Regions from separate parts of the Mus musculus genome. Here region 2 is linked to region 1. Evidence: chromatin contacts called from public HiCAR-type data. All regions are on one chromosome and are shown on one strand. The core of a region is the stretch at or near the end of the contact, and the rest is flanking DNA. Distances in the headings are between cores, read along the strand shown.

Evidence for each region. HiCAR-type assays count read pairs that join an accessible place to other places.
Region 2: a HiCAR-type map of astrocytes shows a contact between it and region 1, with 5 times the contacts expected there. The contact joins two enhancer-like sites. A contact is called at or near these places in 5 of 484 Hi-C or Micro-C datasets (the N1E-115 cell line, gonadal supporting cells, nephron progenitors and 2 more) and 3 of 115 datasets of contacts at active chromatin or transcription factors (astrocytes and neural progenitor cells).

What each region holds. Positions count from the first base shown.
Region 1 is chr19:55,950,570-55,955,566 of GRCm38.p6, reverse strand. No RefSeq gene overlaps it. Among named protein-coding and RNA genes, the nearest start is that of Gm52391, 15 kb to the right of the region's middle. Within about 2 kb of position 2,101, at least 34 of the 459 cell types and tissues checked have an H3K27ac peak or open chromatin away from gene starts, as enhancers often do. A contact at or near this core is called in the N1E-115 cell line, astrocytes, neural progenitor cells and 1 more, where this site is marked.
Region 2 is chr19:56,026,560-56,031,556 of GRCm38.p6, reverse strand. No RefSeq gene overlaps it. Among named protein-coding and RNA genes, the nearest start is that of Gm4470, 49 kb to the left of the region's middle. Within about 2 kb of position 2,021, at least 117 of the 459 cell types and tissues checked have an H3K27ac peak or open chromatin away from gene starts, as enhancers often do. A contact at or near this core is called in the N1E-115 cell line, astrocytes, neural progenitor cells and 1 more, where this site is marked.

The sequences.
Region 1 (4,997 bases), core at 852-3,351:
TCATGGTTCTAGACGAGGTTAGCTGCATAGGCAGAGCCTAAGTTCCAAGAGCTGAGTAAGGAGAGTCAAGTTATTTTCCTTTGATAATTTTGCTTCCTGAAGCTTGTCTCCAGATTTCCCAAAGTGTACCCCATACCCTGCTGAACTGCAAGGCTCCCTTCCCGGCTCCTGGACCAGATGCCCTGTAGTGGCACCACACCCACCCAGCTAGCCAATGGCAGAGAACAGTTCCTTTGGTCTTCTCAGAATCTTGGCACCAAATGCCCAACTAGCCCTTGCCAGAGTCTTGCCCTGCTGGGTTCTTACCTCTTCCTGGAACAAACGAGGAGAAGAGACCATAGATGGCAATCTCTTGTTGACAGCTCTCTCTGTGCCAATGTGACTTCAGGCTTAGCCTCTCCCTACCCATGGCAAAGGTTTTTCAAGTCTGGTCTCCGCATAGGTATGGCTCACAGAGGTTGGACCTTCTTCTTGGTAAGTCTTCCTGCCCCAGAGCAGTAGTGACTTATAACAACAACCCCAGTGATCTACAGGGGGTGCTCAGAGCAGAGTCCCCACAGATGGGGTACACCTGATGGTCTCAAGAAGTGAAGTGAAAGGAAACCCAGAGGAGTAGTGGGGACTCCAAGGGTCTTGGACCCAGGATCACATGTGAACTGTACACATTATGCTATGCTTGTCACAACAAGATGCCCACAGAGCTATGCTTGCCCAGAAAGAACAGTACCATGAGACATGATTTGGGGTCTGTCTCCTTGATGTCTCGTTCCTGACAATCAACCTTGAGCTCACTTCTCAATTCTTTGTATGAGTGTGGTGGGATGCGTGTTCATGTGGGTGCCAAAGGTCACCCTTGGGTGCTACTCCTCAGAAGCCACCCACCTTGTTTTTGAGATAGGGTCTCTCAATAGTTTTCCTGGAGTCCATCACTTAGGCAAGGCTGGCCAGCCAGAGAGCTGCAGGATTCACCTATCTCTGCCTCTCTAGCACTGGGTTTACAAACCAGCACCTGGCTCTTTTGTATATGATTTCTGGAGATTGAACCCAGGCCCTCACACTTGCTTGGTGTGACAGACTAAGCTACCCCTCACCTCTGCTGCCTGATTTCTTTTTATTTATTTATTTATTTATTTATTTTTACATATTTTCCTCAATTACATTTCCAATGCTATCCCAAAAGCCCCCCATACCCTCCCCCCCACTTCCCTACCCACTCATTCCCATTTTTTTTTTGGCCCTGGTGTTCCCCTGTACTGGGGCATATACAGTTTGCGTGTCCAATGGGCCTCTCTTTCCAGTGATGGCCGACTAGGCCATCTTTTGATACATATGCAGCTAGAGTCAAGAGCTCCGGGGTACTGGTTAGTTCATAATGTTGTTCCACCTATAGGGTTGCAGATCCCTTTAGCTCCTTGGGTACTTTCGCTGCCTGATTTCTTTAGGTCTGCTGCCTGATACCTTTGGGCCTGCCATTCATTATCTCCAAGTTTCTCATTTGCATGATTTAGGCTTGTGGCTCACTCAATGCCTAGACCTATCTCCTGATTGCTTTGGGTCCCCAGACTTTTCTGGCTTTGCACTCTGGATTATTTAAACCGGGTGTGTCATATCTTTGGGTCTGCTGCCAGACTACCCAAAGCCCCAGGAGCTTGGGCTGCTGTTGAATGTTGGGCTACTTGGAACATGACCCCCAGGGGCTGCTGTCAGGAAGGAGCTGAATACTCCTAAGTCAGGCCTCCAACAGCAACTATTGTGATTAGGCAAGGGACTCCTGCTTTGAAAGGAACATCTGTACGGTTTGTTTTACTCCATGATACCTCCTCAGCCACCTTTCCCTCCCCCACCCCCCCAGAGACAAACTCATTTACACATGCGATTTTTTTCCTCACTTTTTGATAGTCCATGTTTAATAGGGAACCATGAGTAAGGTCCTGTGCTTCTGGGCAGAATCTCAGAGCTAGCAGGCCAGGCAGGAAGCCCGGGAGCAGGGTGGGAACAGGCCAAGAAAAACCCCCAGGCCTCAGGCTACCCAGGAGGGCTCATACCCATGGTCTGCTCACCAAAGCCTCTCCTCAGAGCTCTTTGGGACTGGCCTGGACTGCTGCCAGCAGCCACTGCACAGTCCTTTTGCAGAGCCAAGGAGACAAAACAGAGCCTGATTTAAGAGAGAGACACAGGGGTCTCTTCTCTGAGCCCTGCCGCAACTGGGACCAATCCAGGCAGATGACTGGACACAGGGCAGGGGCCTCCGGAGGCATAATGTACAATATTCATCAGGAGCAAGAGAATCAGGCAGGAGCAGAATAATAAATAAAGCCACTCCCATTTAGCAAACCCTCTTTGGAAGCCAGGCACCAGGCTGTGTTCCACACACATGTGTCTGCTCGCAAAGGCACAATAATGAACCAAAGTTTGCACACCTATGAGAACAGCTAAAATGTTAAAAAGCAGGTATCAAATGCTAGTGAGGTTCCAGAGCCACAGGAGCATCCCAGTGACTCTACAGAATGGTATGGCCACCATGCAAAGCAAGAGTAGTTTTGTTTGTTTGCTTGCTTGTTTGTGTGTGTGTGTTAATTTAATTGCAGCATTCCTCCATTTCTTCCCTCTAAGTCCTCCCACCAACCCCTCCCACCCCTTTCAAATCCATAGCCTCTTTTTAAAATTGTTGTATGCATACATGTATGTACATACATTCCTAAATATAACCTGTTGAGTAAACATAATGTTACTTGTGAGCATATTTTCAGGGCTGGCCATTGGGCATTAGACAACCAGTGGGTGTACTCTTCCCTGGGCAAGGGCTCCTCCACATGCCCGGCTTTATGGTTTTACTCCATTGCTTGTAGGTCTTTGTGTAGGGTTGAGGCCTCCTGGGCTTTTCCCCATCCAATTCGACCTTGTTCTGCACATGTTTGGGTGGTCATGTTGGTGAGGTTTTATGGGTATAGCTTCTGATGTTGCCAGGGGATGTAATCTCACACCAAACATCCCCCATAGCAAACTCCAGCCCCCTTCCCGTCTACAGCAGGGCAGTTTCTTACATTACATACCCCTACCATACAACCCAGGCAGCATTCCTAGGTGTGAGGAGCGGGTGTGGCAGCAGTCCCAAGATGGCGCCCAGGACTGCAGCTAAGTCTTATGACTTGCACTGGACTTCCTCATACGCCTGAAAATAAGCCACAACCATCGTGAGAGCTGCGCAGGTGCCCCATAATACTGGCGAATCCATATTTGGTGGAGATGTGCCCCTGCTGCCCTGATTGGCTGAAGCTGCGTGCCTGGTGAGGTGACGTGGCCTGCTGTGAGTGGATGGGGACTGAGAGTATATAAGAGTGAGAGGCCCGGGGTTCGAGAGAGAAAGATGAGGAAAAAGATGAAGCGAGAGAGAGGAAGACTGAAGTTTGCTGAATAAACTGCTGTTAGAAGGACTGGTGGCCGTGTCGTTCTTGCTGGTCGAGAGCCGACGCGACACCTAGGGATTTATCTGACCGCAGTTCACAGTGTAGGATTATCACAAATTGGGAACAACCCAATGTCCTGAATTGATCATCATCAACAACAACAACATCGGTTCTTTTAAAACCCCAGAATGTTTCCCCAGTGGGAAATTTCCATAAGTAGAAGACCACTCGCTGACATGACGTCCTCATGACAGGGAAAACATAGGAGAAGAATCAGGTTGGTGGTTGCCCGGGGCTGGGGTATAGACAGAGCATAAGGACTATATTATAATTGGGCTTGAAAAGAGTCTGTGTCGATTGTGATCATGGGAGTGATCCCACACTGTGTACATTTGTCAGAGTTAACAGAAGTGGATCCAAAAAGGACAGATATTACTATGTTCAAATTAAGCCTTAGTCGTTTTTTTAAACACGGAGGGAAAAAAAAGCTCAAAGATTCAAGAGGCAACCAGCCAGGACGTGGCACAGGCCAGCCCAGCTGTTGAACCACTGAGCTAAGCTAGCCTTGCTCTGGAGACCATCTGGCCCAGGCCTCTTCTGCCAAGAGACGTGGCCTTGCCAGGATACTTAGGGAATGGTAAATTGTGGAGTGGCTCTTTTTTTTTTAAAAATTAACTGAAAGGCCATTTTTTTTCAACCTCTCTTGCTCAAGTATCTGGAGGTTGTCTAAAAATGCTGTTGTGTCTTACTTCGGGCTAAGATATGTTTGATATTGTTACGGCCAAGTTAGAGTCATAGCCCCTGTATATGTGGAGGGGGACCTAGTCACATTCCATCTGACACAGCATGTCATCTGCTCTTTTCCAACCACAGCTTCCTTGCACATAAGAAGGGGGCCATAACATCAATCTCTATATTAGGTGAGAAGCTCAAATGAGAGCCATGGGGGCTGGCAAGATGGCTCAGTAGGTACAGCTGCTTGCTGCCAAGCTTTGTGACCTGAATGTAATCCCAGGGACTCCAATGGTAGGAGAAGAAAATGGACTCCTGAATCTGTTCTCTGACTGTCACATGTCTGTCATGCCACGCAAACCTAAGTACACACGCACGCATACACACAAGCACACACACAAATAAATAGATAATCTAAAATGGAGCCTACACACACACAAATAAATATTTTTAAATGCTACATACACCTACACACACACACACACACACACACACACACATACATACACACACACTTTTTAATGAAACCTGCAGCTTTAGCTTTGTGATCTAACTGCCTTCTCTAGTCTTGGGACTGGAGCACAAAGTCAGTGTTAACAGCAAAAGGCAGTGATTTCCAGTGTTCACAGTGAGCTATGCAGTTGAAAGAAACTTCACCCTGCTATGGGGCTTGAGAGGTGGGACCACCTGACCTGGCAGAAGAAAACACCGAAAATTTGCCACGGTCAGTCGCACAACTCGAAGTTGGAGTATGGGGACTCAAGCCACAGGGTCTGGTTCTTGAACTTGGGCTCTTCTGTTTTCTGGTCATTTCTCCAGCCAACTGAAGAGATTGTGCCCTGTCCACTGTCCCCGGGC
Region 2 (4,997 bases), core at 772-3,271, 76 kb before region 1:
AAGAAAGGGGAAGGAAAAGAAAAGAAGGGAAGGAAAAGAAAGGAAAGGAAAGGAAAGGAAAGATGAGAAAAGAGAAGAAAGGAAAGGGAAGGGAAGGAAAAGAAAAGAAGAGAAATGAAACGAAAAGAAAAGAAAAGAAAGGAAAAGGAAAGGAAAGGGAAGGGAAGGAAAAGAGAAAATAAAAGAAAGAAAAGAGAAGAAAAAGAAGAGAAGAAAAGAAAGGGAAGAGAAGAGAAGAAAGGGAAGAAAAGGGAAGGAAAAGAAAAGAAAGGAAAGGAAAGATGAGAAAAGAGAAGAAAGGAAAGGGAAGGAAAAGAAAAGAAGAGAAAAAAGAAAAGAGAAGAGAAGAAAAGAAAAGAAAAGAAAAGAAAAGAAAAGAAAAGAAAAGGAAAGAAAAGAAAAGAAAAGAAAAACATCACATAAGACAATCTGATTGGGAGCCTGGCTGTGTTCATAATTTAAATAATCACTGTACTAAAATTTCAAATCATTATCAAAGGAGCAACAGTGTAACAAAGATAACAAGAGAACATCTGTAAGGCACAACTCTGTGTGTGTGTGTGTGTGTGTGTGTGCGCGCGCGTGTGTGTGTGTGTGTGTGTGTGTGTGTGTGAATGTGTTTATGTATGTATGTGGTGTGGTATGTCTTTGTGTGTATTTGTCTATGTGTGTATATATGTGGGCACGGGTAGAGGGTATTAAAGGAGCTTATAAAAGCGTTCAGATGAGCTTGCTGTGGCATTTCTCATCTGTTCCTGAAGTCTGTTGATTCTGAGCCACCTTACTTCCAACTCCCAAGTGCAAGTAGGGTTGGGCATCGGGTGGTCCAGGGCACAGGCAGCATCTGGTGCCCAATGTGGTTATTGACTACTTCATTGTCCTCGTTTTGAGGCTGCTTGCAAACCTCCTTTTCTGGGGGCTCATTTTTTGCTTTGTGTTTCCAAAGCAAAGTTCTCCTAGGCCCACACAGGACTGTCTGTTTCTCATTTAGTGAAGTAAGTACTGTATTGCAGTTTGTAAAGAACTACCATGGAAAGGAAGGAGAGAGAGGTGGGGGGGGGGTTGGAGGGGAAGAGAAAGGGGGAGGGGGAAGGGAGAGAGAGGGGGAAGGAAGAGGTGGAAGGAGAGGGAGAAGGGGATGGAGAGGGAGAGTGGGACAGAGAGGGAGAGAGGGACAGAGAGGGAGAGGCAGGGGAGGGGGAGGGGAGGGAGATGGGGGACGGGGCAGGGGAGGGGGACGGGGGACGGGACCGGGACCAGGACCTGGACAGGGACACACCTAAAACCACCCAACTGGCTCACGTCTGGGCCTCACAGTCTTACAACAGAGCATATGGCAGCTGCTCACCAGCAGCATGCCTGTTACAAGTGGGCCTCAGCAGCTGTCCTTCCATCCATCACAGCTCCACCCAAGACCTTACTGGGGCACACCATAGGCAGGGTGTTTACAGCATGGCCAATGGATATGGCTGGACTGGCTTTCTGCTCCCAACAGTGAAGTGAAGCCTGAGAGCTAGCGCCTGGGAAGCTGAGGCTCTCTGAGTGTGGAGTGCCATATACTGGGCTCCGGAGGAGCGGGAGGTGAAGGATCATTTCCGCAGTGGAACTTGGGGTCGGAAGGAGCAGCAGCAGCCGCTGCTGGGAACTTGACTGCGCAGCCCTGTGTCTTTTGTTGTCACCGATTGTCCCTCCTGCAGCCTGCCACTGGGACCCCTGAATGCACCGCAGACATTCTTGGCACGCTGGGGCCTCGGTGCTGGGCTCAGGTTCATTAATCTGCCTGCCACTGAGTTGCTATGAAAAGAGGAAATTGTTTCCCTGCTCCCGGAGAAGCAAGGAGAAAGAGCTGAAGCAGGAAGAAGGCCCAGGCCGACTTCCCACGTGCAGCCAGGGCTGGGGTGCTGCAGCCTGGAGCCCAGAGCACCAGAAAGAGCTGGCATGTCCCTCCCTGGAAAAACCTTCCGTGCACGTGGCCAGGCCATTAATTAGCCCAGTAACAGACGCTAGCCCTGAGTCACCATGGAGCACAGACAATAAGGCCTGTGTGCTAAGGGAGATGACAAATGAGGGCCACAGAGGAGAGGAGGAGAGCAGCAAAGAAGCCGAGGACCAGAAGACCGCCGGGCCAGAGAGCTGGTGTGATTTCCAAAGGCTGGCCCATGAAGGAGGGGAACCTGCGATTGTCCCAGAGCCGTGTAGGAAATCTACCTTTCCACTCTAAATGGACAAATGGCAATTTTGACAGCCACAGAACATGCCTGCTCTGGGCTGAGTCTCTTTGGGAAGGTTATGAATCAGAAATGTGGGATTGCGGGGCCTAGCTCACATCAGGCTTAACAGTGGGAAAGTAAGCATACCAAGGAGCCGGCTAAGGTAAAGAAGGTCCCGCTCTGCTCAAGACTCGATCTAGCACAGGGAGAGCCCAGAGCCCTTAACAAGTAGGGAGGTGCCGGAGCACACAAGGATGAGGGGGTCGGGGAAGAAAGAGAGAGGAAGGTAAAGATAGCAGCTGTAAGACCCATGCCCAGTCTTGGCTTTGGAGGTTGACAAGCTTAGATCGCTTAAGCATTGGGGAAGTCCCTGTGGCCCGTGAGTCACCTGAGGGTCAGAGTGTTGATGCCACAGCCCCATTCCTTGAGCAGACATCTTCCACGGGAACATCTACGTATGCTCTTCGTGTCCTTTCCCCGGATGTTTTAGTTTTCCATTGGCAAACAGATCAGTTCACTATTTTTATTATTTAGTTTTCAAAAGCCACAAAAATCTAGGCATAAAATTCCCATCGATTCAAAAAGTTCTATCCCTTCTCTATAATCAGCCCCTCCCCCCACCCCAGACTCCCCGCGCCCTTCTAAGCTGGTGACCTTCCCTTCCAGCTGCCTTTCCTGGGTCTTCCTACCCAAGGAATCAGGTGTTTGTACCGTCTGGTTCCCTTCACTCAGCACAATGTATCCGACATTTGTCTGGGTTGCTGGTGTTGGCCCATCTGAGTTGTTGGGTATTGGCTCTTCATTGCTGAAGGGTGTCCTGTTATGTGTAAGTACAGTTCTTGGGTAACTCCTCCAGTGGGGAACACCTCTCACCCCATCCTGGCCCTGACTTTTCTAGAATGCTTTTACTCGGGGAGACTATTTTAAAAGTTACTGACTGGGGCCAAAACTTTAGTATAACCTATTTTTTCCTCCCTCTATGGTTTTTTAAGGCTTCTCAGGATAATGGTTTCACTTAGCATTGACCTCTCAAGCTCAGAAGAAACATGCCTTTGATGTTTTGCTTGTCTTTGTGTGTTTCAGTATGTCAAAGTACACAATCCAAAGACTTTCAGTGTATCCATTGTTATACACACCACCACCACAGTTGATTTAGAATGTCTTAATTATTACAGTAGAAATCTCTAACTCCATAGCTGTCATGACCAGTTCTCCATAGCATATTGAACTGGCCACCACTAATGTGCTGAGTCTAGAAATGTGCTAGCCTGGTATTTCACATAAAATATTACCATGTGACCCTTTATTCTCTACCCTCTGACCCTTTGCATAACGATTTTCAAGTTTTGCCTATGAGTCAGGAGTTCGTTTTTTAATTGGGAATACTGTTTCATTGTGTGGACATACCACATTATTTATCTATTTGCCAGTTGATGTACACTTGGTCTCTTCTTCCTTTTGGTTCTTGTGAATAATGTTGTTTTGGCCTCATGTATTGGTCTTATGGGGGTATGTGCTCTGGCCTTGAACTCTGAGATTTACTTGCCTCTGTCTCCTGGGATTAAAGGTGTGTACTACCTTGCCTGGGCCTAAGCTTTTCATGGCCACTGTTCCTCAAGATCCAGATCAAAACCCTGTGTCTTCAACCTCAAGATCTGGATCACAAGTGTGCCTTCTATTTCTGGATTGTAGTTCATAGCAGATTAAAAGTCTAAACTAAACTATTCCTTGTTCAACTGCAGACACAAACAATAAGCTTAGCTGGGTGGGATCTTGCCCTGAGATTATTACTTCTTTAATCTCTTTATCTCCTTGAACATAGGATTCAGCTGCATTTCTTCTCCTGGTGCCCCTTTATTATGTCTTGAATCATACATTTTATATTTTTCTTTTCTATGCTTGCTACACTTGTTCAAAACACTCTTCATGAGAATTAACCAAAGAATAAAGTCTCTTTGGGGCTTTTGTTTTGTTTTGGTTTTGGTTTTGGTTTTGGTTTGGTTTGGTTGTTTTGTTTTGTTTTGTTTTTCGAGCCAGGGTTTCTCTGTATAGCCCTGGCTGTCCTAGAACTCACTTTGTAGACCAGGCTAACCTCGAACTCAGAAATTCACCTGCCTCTGCCTCCGGAGTGCTGGGATTAAAGGCATGAGCCACCATGCCTGGCTTCTTTTGGGCTTTTTTGAGACTTCCTTTGTCAATGCAAATTAATATAAATCTCTTTATTCTAGCTTCAAGTAGACTCTTCAAACAAAGGCAAAAAGCAGCCACATTCTTCACCAAAATATCACAAGAACAGTTTCTAGGCAACATCTTAAAATTCTTCTCCACGGAAACCTCTAGAGGCAGGCTTCCACAGTTCAAATTACACTCAGCAACAAAGTCTCCCATATTTTTCCTAGGATGGTTCATTAAGCTCCACTTAAAGAATTCCACTGCTTTCCAAATTCAAAGTCCAAAATCTACATTCCAAACAAAAACATGGTCGGGTCTATCACAGCAGTATCCCACTTCTGGTACCAAAAATTCTATTTTAGTTAGGGTTTTACTGCTGTGAATAGACCCCATGATCAAGGCAACTCTTATAAAGCCAACATTTAACTGGGGCTGGCTAATAGGTTCAGAGATTCAGTCCATTATCATCAAGGTGGGAGCATGGCAGCATCCAAGCAGGCATGGTGCAGGAAGAGCTGAGAGTTCTACATCTTCATCTGAAGGCTGCCAGGAGAAGACTGGCTTCCAGGCAGTTAGAACAGGGATATTAAAGCCACACCCACAGTAACACACCTA